Regions from separate parts of the Hordeum vulgare genome. Here region 1 is linked to region 2. A link is a contact called in public Hi-C data. All regions are on one chromosome and are shown on one strand. Each heading gives the region's core, a stretch centred on a gene start, on an enhancer-like site or on the middle of the called end of the contact. The rest is flanking DNA. Distances are from core to core; before and after follow the strand shown. Region 1 holds the start of LOC123409935 (putative 1-phosphatidylinositol-3-phosphate 5-kinase FAB1C). Region 2 holds the start of LOC123409678.

The links. Hi-C and Micro-C count contacts between places; a contact is called where the count stands out from the background.
Region 1: a contact with region 2 is called in a Hi-C map of an unstated tissue, with 10 times the contacts expected there. The contact joins the promoter of LOC123409935 here to the promoter of LOC123409678 in region 2. A contact is called at or near these places in 3 of 6 Hi-C or Micro-C datasets (leaf and an unstated tissue).

Annotation. Positions count from the first base shown.
Region 1 is chr7H:112,703,715-112,710,752 of MorexV3_pseudomolecules_assembly, reverse strand. It overlaps LOC123409935 (putative 1-phosphatidylinositol-3-phosphate 5-kinase FAB1C), which reads left to right and starts at 2,199. Exons shown (of 11, transcript XM_045102804.1): 1 at 2,199-2,774; 2 at 2,851-3,612; 3 at 3,708-3,861; 4 at 3,953-4,288; 5 at 4,535-5,293; 6 at 5,386-5,720; 7 at 5,795-5,921; 8 at 6,261-6,422; 9 at 6,532-7,038. The coding sequence starts at 2,518. It also overlaps the pseudogene LOC123409936.
Region 2 is chr7H:112,553,379-112,561,009 of MorexV3_pseudomolecules_assembly, reverse strand. LOC123409678 reads right to left here and starts at 5,011. Exons shown (of 42, transcript XM_045102547.1): 1 at 4,780-5,011; 2 at 4,573-4,651; 3 at 4,311-4,388; 4 at 4,105-4,185; 5 at 3,761-3,837; 6 at 3,622-3,676; 7 at 3,485-3,533; 8 at 3,211-3,348; 9 at 3,043-3,124; 10 at 2,374-2,452; 11 at 2,206-2,249; 12 at 1,934-2,128; 13 at 1,412-1,487; 14 at 1,029-1,109; 1 more. The coding sequence starts at 4,902.

The DNA of each region.
Region 1 (7,038 bases), core at 950-3,449, 150 kb before region 2:
CCCAAGGCAAGGTCCCCCTCCCTCCTCCTATATATATGGGGCTTTTAGGGCAGATTTGAGACGACTTTCTCACGGCTGCCCGACCACATACCTCCATAGTTTTTCCTCTAGATCGCGTTTCTGCGGAGCTCGGGCGGAGCCCTGCTGAGACGAGATCATCACCAACCTCCGGAGAGCCGTCACGCTGCCGAAGAACTCTTCTACCTCTCCGTCTCTCTTGCTGGATCAAGAAGGCCGAGATCATCGTCGAGCTGTACGTGTGCTGAACGCGGAGGTGCCGTCTGTTCGGTACTAGATCGTGGGACTGATCGCGGGATTGTTCGCGGGGCGGATCGAGGGACGTGAGGACGTTCCACTACATCAACCGCGTTCTCTAACGCTTCTGCTGTACGATCTACAAGGGTACGTAGATCACTCATCCCCTCTCGTAGATGGACATCACCATGATAGGTCTTCGTGCGCGTAGGAAATTTTTTGTTTCCCATGCACGTTCCCCAACAACCACCGGCGGCGGCTGGGAGGGGTGGGAGGAGGGAGAAGGGTGGGTGGGGGCAGAGTGGTTGACTCGGGCCAAGGCGGGCCCGCGCGGCCCAGATCTGAGCGCCCCCAGCTCTGCCGCTCGCTGCAGCGGCCGGCAGCCGCCGTAGCAGCGCCTCCGCGCACACGCACCGCGCCATCTCGACCTCTCCTGCACGCGGACAGCTTTCCGACGCGCCACCACACGCTCCCACTGCTCCAGCGCGCGAGCACATTCCCACCGCTCCAGCGCGCGAGCACGCAAACAAGGGCCCCGTCGCCGCCGTCCACCGACGAGGGCTTCACCCACCAGCATCCTCCGGCGGCGACGAGGGGAGGGAGGGGGCTTGGGTGGCGGCTAGGGTTTCGCCGCCCGAGTCGCCCCTGGGAGCGACGCGGGGGCCGAGTCTTCCTAATCCAGCAGCTTCCGAGCATAAGAATTGGTTTTCATTTTATTTTACTGTCAATGAGGGTCTATTTGAGCTTGGGAGCAGCGTATTGCTTGACCCCCCTTTTCTCAAGAAATTCTTATACACTAATGTCTTTGAACTCGGTTTCTTGTCGCTCCTTGTAACAAAGATAAGCAAATTGAGTTGGCATTGAGATCTTCTTGGGAAAAAAGATTTCATGTGTCTCGCGCTTCTCCTTAAGAAAATATATCCAACTGAAAAAGAGAAATATGAACTACAATACCATGTTTATTACCGTTGATGCTTTGGCAAGCGATGAGATAAAAATGATCCATGTGAAGGAACTACAATGGGTATTATTTGTAATGATGCTCTTGAATCTTGATGGATGAGGCTTATAGTCACATCTTCTTACATTTAACAATAATTTCAAGGTTACAAAATGGACATTAATAATACTATTATAACTTGATGATGACTAAGGCTTAAGAACGCGGGCGTGATTGAAATTAGTGAGTCATCACAATTTTTTCTACGACTTGTGATACAATTTCATATTTTGTGTTCCATATATTTTCTTGAATTTTCATGTGGAATATACAGTATATGTTACTGAAATTGTAACATACTTTTACTATACTCGCCGTTTGTTCTTTGGGGACAACATGTCCTTATTTGACAAAATCACGAAATATGCGGTTAAATGACGCTCAAGGTTTATCAACACGAAAATGACATCGAAAGACCTTGAGCAATCAAAACAGAACACAACGCACATGTTGCAAAGTCTCAACAGGGAACAACTTTTGTCAAATGGAAGAAAATAACTTTTGAACATAGAGAAAAGGCAACTCAAACCCACAATCCGGATTTTGCTTCACCACAATAACATAGTACTGCCTAGCTCCATCACAATTTAATTTAATTCATAAAAGGAAAGAAACACAATATATTTTTTCTCTGATTTTTTTCCCATCAAGAGATACAAGTCCTGGGTTTTTTTCCTACTATAAAAAAGACAGAAGTCAAAAGAAAGGTAGTAAAAGGAAAGAAGATAAGCGAATTAAAAGGCAGGAAAAACAAAAAAACCAAAACCAACGGCACCCACCGAACTCTTTCTTTTTTTTCCCCACCTTTCTCCTACCGCGCTTACCTTTTTCTCTACTCTATATCTTCCTCCATTCCCCTCACACGCAAAAGCTTCCCTTCCATGGGCACCTTCCCCTCACCCCCCTCCGCCTCCCCCTACCCTGGACTCCGCTCGCCCGCCGCCGCCGCCGCCGCCGCCGCCGCCGCCTCCCTCCCGCAGCAGCTGCTTGACCGTGGAGCCTCGGGCGATGCTGCCGCCCTCTTGCCCGCCACATGCTCGAGGAAATGCCTCGGATGTGCAGATCCCAAGAAACGCTAGGACTAGGCGCTTTGCGGGGTCCCTTTTAGCTCCCCTCTAACGGTTTGTGGCTCCTGGTTTTGGCGTGCTTTGTTTTCCCGTGATTTGTGGTGTGTAATTTGGTACAGGGTCTACTGTGAAATCAAGAAGTTGCTAGGTTTGGGCCTCCTCGGCAGTTGTTTTTTCGTGGTTTTTGCTGCTTTTATGGGAGTTCCCGTCGCGCGGAAGTCCGATTCTTGGGTGACCGACCTTGCGATGACGGACTGCGGCGGCGGCGACCGCTCCGACCTCGGCGTCCGGCCTATTAACGGTGGCCGAGGTGCCCCCATGGAGCAGCGTGGTGACGGGTTGGACGGGGCTCCGATGTCCCCACCGGAGCGTGTCCCGACACCGTCTTCCTCGAGGTCTGCTGGGTGGCGGCGTTTCTCCTCACCTGGTCCTCTCCGATGCTCAACGCCAGGGTGGGTATTTGACTTCCTTGCATTCCCTGGAGGGCATAGCCTGATATGTTGACTGAATAAAATTTGTTGGATGTAGGAGTATTGGTTATGAAGACGGCGAGGACTCAGACCGAGGCCGGTATTTCTCCCCGGGCAGTGAGTTTTCTCAAGATACTTCTGATACGGATTCCGTGAGCACAAATATTAGTAGGCTGTACACATTCAGGTTGGGAAATTCGAGCCCGTTATATAGTCCTATGAAACGATCCGGACAAGTAGGCACAAGTCCTCCCTCCGGGATAAATGGTCATGCCAGCCAAAATTCTCCTCTATACTCTTTGAATTCTGGTCATGGCTACGATGATGGTGATTATTTGATGGATTCACCCAATTGCCATGATGAACATCATGACAATATTATACAGCCAATTGATTTTGAGAGTAATAATGGACTCATATGGCATCCTCCACCGCCTCAAGATGAGGGTGATGACTCCGAAAACAGTTTCTTTCAATACAATGACGATGATGATGACAGCGCTATTGGTGATGGGAAGACCTTTGAACATGTTAACCATGAGTGCGGTGGTAGTGATGATTTACCAGGGACCAAAGGAAAACAGAATATAGCTCATAAAGAGTTCTTAAGGAACGCTCTACATGGGCATTTCAGGGCTCTTGTGTCCCAATTGCTCCAAGGTCATGGAGTTGACCTCGTGGATGGATGGTCGGACATAGTATCCTTATTAGCATGGCAGGCAGCTACCTTTGTGCAGCCAGATACAAGCAAAGGTGGTAGCATGGATCCCACCAACTATGTCAAAGTTAAATGTGTAGCGTCAGGGACTCCCAATGATAGGTACGCCCTATAACGATTCAGCTGTGTTGAGTGATTATATGATATTTTTCATGCCATCTTCGGAGCTAAATGATTATTCATCTGTTTATTTGCAGTACTTTCATTAAAGGTGTTGTTTGTTCTAAGAATGTAAAGCATAAACGCATGGTGTCAAAGCATGAGAATCCTAGAATTCTTCTTTTGGGAGGAGCACTGGAACATCAAAAGGTTACAAACAAACTAGCATCAATAAACAGCATTCTTGAACAGGTAATGCCTCCATTCTTTGTCAGCTGAAGTGTATTTATCCTAATAGCTCTCAGTATGTCCGTAGTTGACATTAAAAGTGTGATATGTACAGGAAAAGGAATATCTTAAGAATGCTGTTGCAAAGATAGAGGCCCAACGACCTCATGTCTTGCTGGTTGAAAAGAGCGTGCCGATGTATGCTCAACAGCTTCTTGCAAAAGATATCTCTTTAGTACTGAATGTCAAGAGATCACTTCTAGAACGGATATCACGCTGCACAGGTGCTAAAATTGCTTCATCCATTGACAATGTCACTTCAGCAAGACTTGGACAGTGCCAAGCTTTCTGGATTGAAAGAGTTGCAGAATCTTTAGCTCCGAAGGATAACAGAAAATCTATCAAGACACTGATGTTCTTTGATGGCTGTCCAAGACGCCTGGGCTGCACGGTAATGCACATAGAACTGTTTGCTACCTTTAAAGATCTTGTTCCATTCCATAAAAAAATGAAGGGTCAATTCTCATCATATTGTTACTTTGGTCCTAATTTTATACACGTATTCTTCTATACTGTTTTTTGGCATAATTTTACTCTCTGCCGAGGATGGCAATCTTGAGCTCCGCTTTGTGTCTATCTATTGTGGCACTTTAATTGTGCAAGACATATCTAATACAACCAACGATTTTTTTCCTAGGTCCTCCTAAGGGGCACATCCTATGAAGAGTTAAGGAAGGTCAAACTTGCTCTACAGTTTGCTGTATTTGCAGCATATCAACTATCACTGGAGACTTCATATCTTGCAGATGAGGGTGCAACACTACCAAAGACCCCTTCAGATCTTCCAGCTCGTCCACTTGAGAAGCATATGAATGGTGGGGATATTTCCTCAAGTACTTCTCGGCAGAATTTGAATGATTTTCAAATCATTGGTGACAGAACTTCAGAAAAGGGCTGCATCGTGCCTCTAAATTTCCTTGATGGTTCTTCTAAAGTGTTAACTATCGACCAATCCCTTTTGAAACCTAACTTTGGTCAGGAAGAATACATTCCTGGAACTGATGACACGTTTTCTCACCCCCCAACATTGTTTATCGATAATAATTGTGAAGCACCTCTAGTCAGAAAAGGGACACCAACAGATTTGCAATGCCCTGATGACGTTCATCGAGATGAGAGGGTTGGTGGGATTTATAGAGTTGAAAGTGAGTTGGACAATGGTTGCCATCATACATCAGACGAAGAACATGTAGGAGTAACCGTACCTGATCATAACGAGAACCCCACCGAGTATTTCCCAACATCCGATAATGCACAGAGCATTTTGGTTTCCTTGTCCATTGCATGCCATCAGAAAAGAATTGTATGCAAGCAATCTCAGCTCTTCCGCATAAAGTTCTACGGTAATTTTGATAAGCCACTTGGGAGGTATTTTCGTGAAGATTTATTTTATCAGGTACTGTATTGTCATCCATTTTCCTGTTTGGTTGCAAGTAAATACCTAGTAGGCTACTACTACCTTATTAATGTGTTCCGTCGTTGTTGCAGACTTCGTGCTGTGAGTCTTGCAAAGAACCTGCAGAATCTCATGTTCAATGTTATACTCATCAACAAGGCAGTCTTTCAATAGGTGTTAGAAATCTTGAATCTGTAAAGCCGTTACCTGGACGGAATGATGGGAAGATATGGATGTGGCACAGGTGCCTCCGGTGCAAACAGAAAAATGGAAACCCTCCGGCAACACACAGAGTAGTGATGTCTGATGCGGCATGTGGACTTTCTTTTGGAAAGTTTCTTGAACTTAGCTTTTCGAATCACACAACAGCCAATCGAGTTGCCTGCTGTGGACATTCCCTCCAGAGGGACTGTCTTCGTTTTTATGGGTATGTGGTGGATTCTTGTATTCAACCTTCTCAAATTTAAGGTCAATGTAACTGTTGCCATTCTCCATGAACAGGTTCGGAAGTATGGTTGCTGTCTTCCGTTATTCTCCTGTAGACATCCTGTCTGTCAACTTGCCACCCTCAGTATTAGACTTTGCTTGTCCAGTAGCACAAGATTGGCTCATCGAGGAGGCTGGTGATGTATGTTTATTTGAATATAAGATTTTTTTTATTACGGCCTGTTTGGCCTAGCTTAAAGTTGAAGCTGAGTAAATCATCCAGCTTTTAATAAAAAAGCTGAAGCTTATAAGTTTTGGTGGAGTTGCTTCTTAGCCTTTCACCATCCTATCTCCCACCTCTCTCTAGCCGACTTCCCTTATAAGCTAATGCACTCTGAGAAGCTAGTTTTGTGGGCTTCTCCACCATTTGGCCCTAAAGCTAGCTTTATGGAGCAAAGTTAAGCTGAGTGCTGGAAATGCTCCTTTAGACATACTTTTGTGTAATTTATTGCCCTATTTAAATGGTTAACTTGTCTTGCAGGTAGCCAATAGGAAGGATAACTTTTACAGGGTGATTTCTGACAATCTTGAGTGCATTGAAAAGACAGTTTCAGCCCAAGAAGATGTGAGCATGAAGTCGGGCTTGTATAAACATGTTGTTGATCTTAAAGATCTGATTAAAGTTGAGTGGAAGAAATATGACGTAAGTTAAACTGTTACATGGTTTTATTATGCTGTTAAAGTATGTGGTAGGCTACATACTGTGCTGGTGGGTTGATTTTTCTTTTCCGTAAATGCACACCATTTTTCAGGTTTTGTCGGGGTTTGGTAGCATACAGAACTTACAAACAATTGGAGAACCCGTAGATGTTCTAGAGCTCAACCGCCTGAGGCGAGAGCTTGTACTTGATGCACACGTATGGGATCGCCGTCTGCACATGATGCACTCACTCACCAAGAAAAACTGTACTGTGGCAACTGATGCACAATGTCCTAAGAAGTTTCCTGAAAGCATGTTAAAAGATTCAAAGGCTGAGATTTCCAGCACACAGGAGAATATGGAGAAGTCACTAGAATATTCGCAGTCAAGTTCGTTTATCACAGATAGTGGGAAGCCATTGCTCAGAACAGAACATGGTGACACAACTGCGTCACATTCTGGATTGACCAGCATAGATGAAGTATACCACCAGTCTGTTGAAGGCTCTGGTAGTTCTGCTGGTCTCCACATTGTCCCGCACCCATGTGAAGTACAGAGCAATGGGGTGATGGCTGATGAACTTAAGCTTGAGAAGACATTGGAGAAGTCAGAGTCTTCT
Region 2 (7,631 bases), core at 3,762-6,261:
TATAAGACCTTTTAGAAATTTCACTATAGCTTAGATACGGAACAAAATAAGTGAATTTACACTCTAAAATATGACTACATACATCCGTATGTAGTCCATAGTGGAATCTCTAAAAGGTCTTATATTTAGGAACGGAGGGAGTAGATAATGATTCTAGTACTACAAGGCCTTAGTGTGCTGCCATGACAGCAACCACAGAAAACAATATAAAAAGTGACAAAAAAAGTGCTCTTGACGCAATTTACATGACATAAATCTAACGAGACATGGATTTAACCTACACATGGAGAAAAGAAAATTCAGATTCCTTTCGACGATAGCTGAAAATTGAAAAGGATTGAAGCTGCTATCACAGCTTTCTTGACCATAGATCAAATATGGATTTGATTTGTTTAGTAATAGATTCATCTTGTGTTAGCATTGTCAAACTTTTTGGATGTTTCTGTGACTTTTGGAACCTTGGTAACACCCCAAAGGCTTTGTGCTGGAACATTTCCCTTAAAATGCAATTTCAACTTCATAACAACACCCCAACGCAAAATACAGGCTAGCTGCCACAGCATAGTAATTGCAACTTCTGCTGCAAATGATTATAAATCTGGTTATTTTATACTGAGAAAACAGAAAAGGTAAGCGAGCATTACTTATGAGACACTGAAGCTACAGGTTCAGCTGTCACCGGAATCACAGACGGAAGATTTTGGACTTCCATGGTTGGATTTAGGATTTACACAGCATGGTTTTTGTTGACCAGTAATGTTTGTGATATTCTTTCTTGTTCAATGCAAACATGCCCAGGAGAGATACAAAAGAGTAGGTACCTTCCAATCTTCCTTTGAGTTGAGTCACAAATCCAGGAGAAACTGTAGAAGACAGAATGATGGATGTTCCCACTGGCAACACTGAAATGGAAGACAGGATATTCACAACCATGTAACTAGAGCTCAACAAATAGTTAACCTACCTGGGCATGCAAATAGTCAGCAAAACCAGAAAAAAGAATATGGGGGGCAAACTCTATATGTTACCTGACACAGCACCAGCATTTCCATATAGGACACTTTCAGCTTGAACTTCATTTGCAACCATGATGATAAGGATTTCCACATCTGAAACCAATTTGTGGTTAACACTTGAGACATTGATACGTCATAAACAGTATTTCCATGAGCATGCTATTGCCGTTAAGTAGTGACTAGGTGGGGCTGGGCCCACATGTCATTTACCTTTTGACTCGATGAATGGCACATAAATAAAGAATGAGAAAAATACAAGAGAATAATGAGGCCTGAGCTAATTTCATTCACTCAGAAAATCATAAAGTACTGACTTTACTTTTATAGCCTTATAGGTAACAAATGCAAACTTAAGATGCGAGAATTATACTTTATACTAGAAGGTCGCAACGTACCTCTTGATACTTCCTCAGGGGAATCTTTAGTCAATCCACCTAAAGCAGCAAACCTGGCCAGTGTTGGCTTGTAGACCTAATGGGGAAAGAGTATAAAATTATTCACGTGTGGATCAGAAGATTTTTTTAAAAGAACGTGCATAACACAGTAGGTCAATAACATTGTCTACAAACAAAAGATGTATACATTGAAAAGGGTGAACAGTATCCTATTTCCACAACTGTGTTTTTGTGTAAGTTCAGAGTGCCCAATGGACTGCCGAAAAGAGAAGAGTTTATGATATATTCATTTATTGTTCGGATTAATAAGCCATCCATGGTTCCATCTAGCAAAACTGTAGGCTTAAAACCACAGATGTCAAATCTATGATCCATTCTAAGATTATCCAGGATACTTGAAATGCACCACTAATCAAGCTGGAAAGAAGAAACCAATTGAAGACCATTTCGTTCTTTGTACTTGAATTAAAGCAATTCAAATGGTCAATTGTGCAGTTGGGAAGAACAAGAGCGGGTTCCTACATCATAAGCAGTTACGGAGAACCCTGATTTTAGCAAATGAGATGCCATTCCAAAGCCCATAGCTCCAAGACCAATAAAGCCGACCCTCTTTGCTGCTTTAGAGGCCATAACAAGCTGGTCAGCTAATTTGCTTGCATCATAGATTTGTTGACTGGCAGCATCTACGATGTTTACTCCAAATAGTTGTTCCCAAACCTGCAAAATGACCATTTAAATTTAAGAAAAAATTGATAAACTGAAGCATCTTGAGAAAGCTGACAGTTATTCCACACCTTCAACGGTGAAGCAGATTCATCTCCAATTACTGCTGAAGAACCTGAAGATAAGTACAAAAAATGTGCATGAATGAGAAGGTACTAGCATGTTGTCATCATATGCCTGTTCAGGCTATTAGGAGAATTTCAAGATGTGTTGGAAGTAAATAAGCTTTAACATCATACCATGTATTAATTGTTGATAGGCAACAGCTAGAAGTGGCAGAGGGAACGTTACTGCTTTAGCCGTATCCATTACGTAGCTCTATATATTGTTTAAGAGTGAAAACTGTGTCAGTGATTAATAAACAGAAGCATTCAGGAAATCAGCCATACAGTAGCAGTATTCCTTTTACAGTCTGCAAGATCAGAGTGGCACATTACTAATTAACCATTTAATCCTCTCTCCAGGGTTGACTTACAAGATTAAGAGCATGGAACTAGACACAAAACTAAAATGCAAACTGTAGTTAAAAGTAATATCTATCAAGGAGAAGAACAAGAAACTTCCTCTCTTCCAATTGCTAATCCTGGACCCTCCAATTTGAATACCACATCCCAGCTACCTACTCTTACCACAATACCACCGGTCGTGGCTCCAATATGCATAGGATGCCTTCATTCATTGTCCATACAAGTTTTTCATAGCAATAAATGTGCACATCACCTACGTATTTATATATTTTATTTGAAATAACATTCTAGATTTTGCAATCCCCTCTTTCATAAAAAGAATTCTGCAGAGCTACCAAAAGGGAGACAAAGGACATACTTAATTGCCTGCACTGTTCATATATTGTGCAAAGTATCCTAAGAATCCCATACCACCTTCAAAGGAGAAGAAAAGGAACTTACTGCATGTTTCTTTAGTGACTTCAGAAAATCAATAAGCAATGGATCTTCACTCAAAAGTTTCGGTACCACCTCCACAAAAATCCTGTCAGTAAATTGTACAATCTTAATTTGAAACCTACAAGATCACGAGTTCAGACAGAACACAAAGAATTCAATAATCCTTGTAACCTTGAGCTTCCTGCAGCATTTGATATTATGTCATAGATAATTGATGGATGAATCCCAGCTCGAACACCAAGAAACATTGCTTCAGTAGAAGCAACAAAATGAATGCTCTCCAGCAAATCATTAACCAACCTAATTTTGCTGTAAAAATAAATGGCACACGGCTCAAATTGTGACAGTTAAAGTTAAACTAGTTAGTATGGTAAATATATGGAAGGGGTGAAAATTGATATCTCAACTATCTTATATTTGCTATTTTCAGGAAAAAGTAAGCAACCTGCTGCAGCCAAATTCACCTTCGACAAAGTAAATGGTCTTGTCAAGACCTGGAATGTCAAATAGCTTAAAAATTCAGTATCATAAGATAAGGACCAGGAAGAAAGTATTAAAGAAAGTACACAAATTTGGAACTACCGGAGAAGAATTTCCCAGCTCTTTCTGCCACATCCTTTCTCCCAGATGCAACAACCTGACATTCAAAAGCTAAACTGTGATAACAGAATACGTAAGCATACAAGCACACAATTCAGATTCTCAGCTTCGTATCACTTACAAAAATATTTTCCTTCAGCTCATCAGATAAACCACTGAAAATGTAAGAATCAAGAAGGGAGATATCCTTCTTTTCATCTGCAGAAAAAATCAATCCAGATTAACTAGTACGGCCATTCATCACCAACATGGGTGCACTCTGTTTGTTGGAATGGGAATACAGGAGGCCAGTAGGAATTGCACGAACGTTTTCTTACAATGGTTCAAGAAGATCAACTACTGTTCTTATTATAATTGTTAAATGTGCACCTTTCGCATTCTTAAAGATGCACATAGAATTTTAAGCACAGAACTACTGTTCCCAGCTAAGCGAATAGGTGAGTTGAAGCACGAATAACATTTTACCTTTAAGCTTCTGCCCCAATTTCTCAAGATGACTAGGCACCAATGTCGATCGTATTAATACAATAGCCTCTTTGCACAATCCTATGCAATGCTCAAGCAAACATCATATCAAATGTCGAGTGTATATATAAATTGTACAGAAACAGGTGCGTGAGATCGACAGACTGGCAGGCAACACAATAACACAGAACGCACGTAGTACATACCTTTCGCTATACCCTGAGCTCCAAAGAACAACTCATCCACCTCATCCGCGTCACTGAGCACAACTACCAGCACAGCATCTGCGTGCAGCAAGAGTTTTTGATTGATCAGATAGAAGCAAGCAACACACACGACACAGTTTTCTTCACCACGTAAGAGCATGGTCTCTTGGGCATTCCAACGAACGCCTCGCACGCACGCACGCCATCCATATGCGCCACGGGAAGGCCATGTCCAGTGCTGGAGATCGTTATATACTCTTACCTCGCGTGGTTTCAGCGGGGCTGGCGCATCGGACGCCGCCGCCCTGCTCCGCGAGCGCCGTCGCCGCCGATCCATCCGCCTGCCCACACCGCCACACGCACCGTCAGGACAGAGCATCCCGCGAAAGCACCTCCGAGAGGAGACGAAACCAAAACGGGGGGCGAAAGGAATGGGGAGACGAGGGAAGGGCGATCGAGTGAAGGCGACCTTGGGGCCGATGTAGAAGCGGACGATCGCGCCGGAGCGGGCGAAGGAAGCGGCGAGCGCGACGCTCAGACCGTCGGCGCCGACGAAGGCGACGACCTTCGCCGGCGAGGACGACGGCGACATCCCGCGAGTGAGCGGCGTGTGACCTCGCCCGCCGACGGCGACGACCAGCCCGAAGCAGAGGCGAGCAGAGCGGAAGCGGGGACAGGGGAGTGAGGAGGCCGGGAAGAGTGGCACACGAGGACTCCACTGCCCTGGGCATTTTACCCAGCCGCTCCGTGTCACTGGACCGCGGGCCCGACGCGCCGTGCGAATCCTGCGTGGCGCATGTGGGCTGGGACGGGGCCACGTTTGGATTCCGGACGAGGACGCCACGGGTGCTCCATTTTTTACTTTTTTAGCGCGACGAGACAGGGTTCTGACCGTGCGGGCCCTGTGAGCGGAAAGATGATGATGCGGGTCTTGTACCGCAGCGTGCCAAATCGTGGAGCTGAACTTTGCACGGGAGCGTACGTATGTCCCATGAGATTTTAAATTTTGAAGTGCACGTGACAAATGGGACACGGCGCGATGTAAGGATCTTGCTTTTGGGTTTGTTTAATGATAAACACTTTGTTATTTTACTTTAGCAGCGTATATAAAGATCAACTTGCTTAGTAGGTCGCCGGTTGATCTTGATTTATTTTTTAAAGATCCAGCTAGATGTTGGCTTATATTAAAACATAGCAGGGAGAAAAGCGGTTACAAAGGTGTGGGGGGAGTTGATCGAAGGATCAAGGAAAAAGGACAGAGAAAAATAAAAAGGAAAAAGGGAAGAAAAACGGTCGCGATCTTTCATGGCGGTTCCCAGAAAGGGTGCTCCAAGAACGATGCTCCCGCTTGTCTCCAAAGCTTGACAGTTCTTGTGATTGCGTTCTTTATATCTTGAATATGCGCCTGTTTGCTTGTGAAAGTGCAATCGTTTCTGTGCTTCCAAATCTCCGATAGGATCAGGGCGATCATCGTCCTGGTGGCCTTGCGGTGTACTGGTGGAGCCGTTTCTATCATGATGGCTATTTTATCGGTTGACCCCATCTTCGTTGCCCATGTGTCAGGGTACAAGGAGGCGCATCCGTCCCTCGAGGCAGCGTGTGCCCAGATTTCCAGTGACATGAGGCATTCCCAGAACAAATGAGTTGATGTTTCTAGGTTCCGCAGGCATAGCTGACAGAAATAGCCGTTTGGCCATCCTCGTCGTTGCAGCCGGTCATTGCACCATAGTCTGTCTCGCAGGAGCAGTCAGGCAAAAATCTTGAGCCTAGGGGGTGCCCAAGTCTTCCAGATTATCTTCTTGAAATCGGACTTCATCATTCCTTGGAATTGTGCCTTGTACGCCGATCTTGCCGTATATGTTCCTGATGCCTCAAGGTTCCATGTGATAGTGTCAGCAGTTTCTTCCTCAAGGTGAAGATCCCTATCTTGGAGCCATCTATGTAGCCTAATTGCCTCCTCCCATAGGTGCGCATTGTTACCATGCGCTAAATCTGCTAACCAGGTGTTGTTGCTTAGAGCCTCCTGTACCATTCTGTGCTTCCTCCTGGAGTGCTTGAAAAGCGACGGGAACGCCGTCTTTAGGGTGGCTGCTCCCGTCCATGAGCAATGCCGGAATGATGCCGTTGCGCCGTTGCCGAGGACCACTGTTGTTGATGCGTTAAACAGGTCCCTGTCCGCTTCGTCGCGAGGCAGAGTCATGCCCCGCCAGGCCCTGTCGGGGCTCGTCCATGCCAGCCATAGCCATCGTAGTCTAAGGGCTCTACTGAAGCGGTTTAGGTCTAGGATGCCCAAACTCCCATTCTCCAGTGGGGAGCAGACTGTCGGCCAGTTTACTTTACACTTGCCTCCACCAAACTCGTCGTCGTCCTGTGCCTAGAGAAAACGGCGCCTAGCCTTGTCTACCTCGTCAAAAAACTTCCTTTGCGCTCTTAGCACAGAGAGTGCGAAGGTAGGTAGGGTTGAGAGGACGTTACGGACCAGGACTCGCCTGCCGGCAACATTAAGCAGTTTGCCCTTCCATCCAGCTAGTCTAGCTCTAATCCTGTCTAAGATGAACTGAATGTGGACTAGCCTACTCGCCTGCCGGCAACATTAAGCGGTTGATCTTGATATGGAACGGTGAATCCAAGTGTAAGGATTTCCCTTGCACAAAAGTTAAACCAGAAGTCGAAGGAGTAGATAGGCCACCCTAGTATCTATCTACTACATGGCGCGCCTTCGGAGAGCATCTCTGACAGCCGCGTGATATAAGGGCATGTACAATGGTGCCATCTTAATAATGTCATGTAGAATAAATGATGAGGTGGAGGAGAGAGAACTCATAAGATAAGGTTTGTCTTCTCTTATTTAAGAAAGAACAAGAGGTGACCTTTTAGCACAATATGTCTTACTATGTTTTTAGGAATAACTAGTTATTGAACATAAGGCTAAGAGGTGACCAATTGTAAGACATTTTTTTGCCATCTCTAAATTACATTCAAGACTTAAGATAGGATCATCTTATCAACCAATATACATGCCCTAAGTGTTACGCTGAAAAAATACAGTTTTTTACACGCGCGCAGCTGCTTCGGATGCTCCAGCGGAGACGTAAAAACATGTGAGGCATAAGTGGTTTAGCGCGGGGGGCGAAAGGGCATCGCGCGCCGCTTTTTTCGTGCGCCTGCTCCTCGAGCGCATGCGCCGCATCCTCTCCGGTCGCGCTGCTTTCGCCCCGCTCGTGTTGTCGCCCGACGGACGGCCGCGACGACATCCCACTCACCCCTTCCTGCACCCCCAACCCCTCCGTCGTCGTCGTCGTCGCCGCCGCCGCTGTCGGC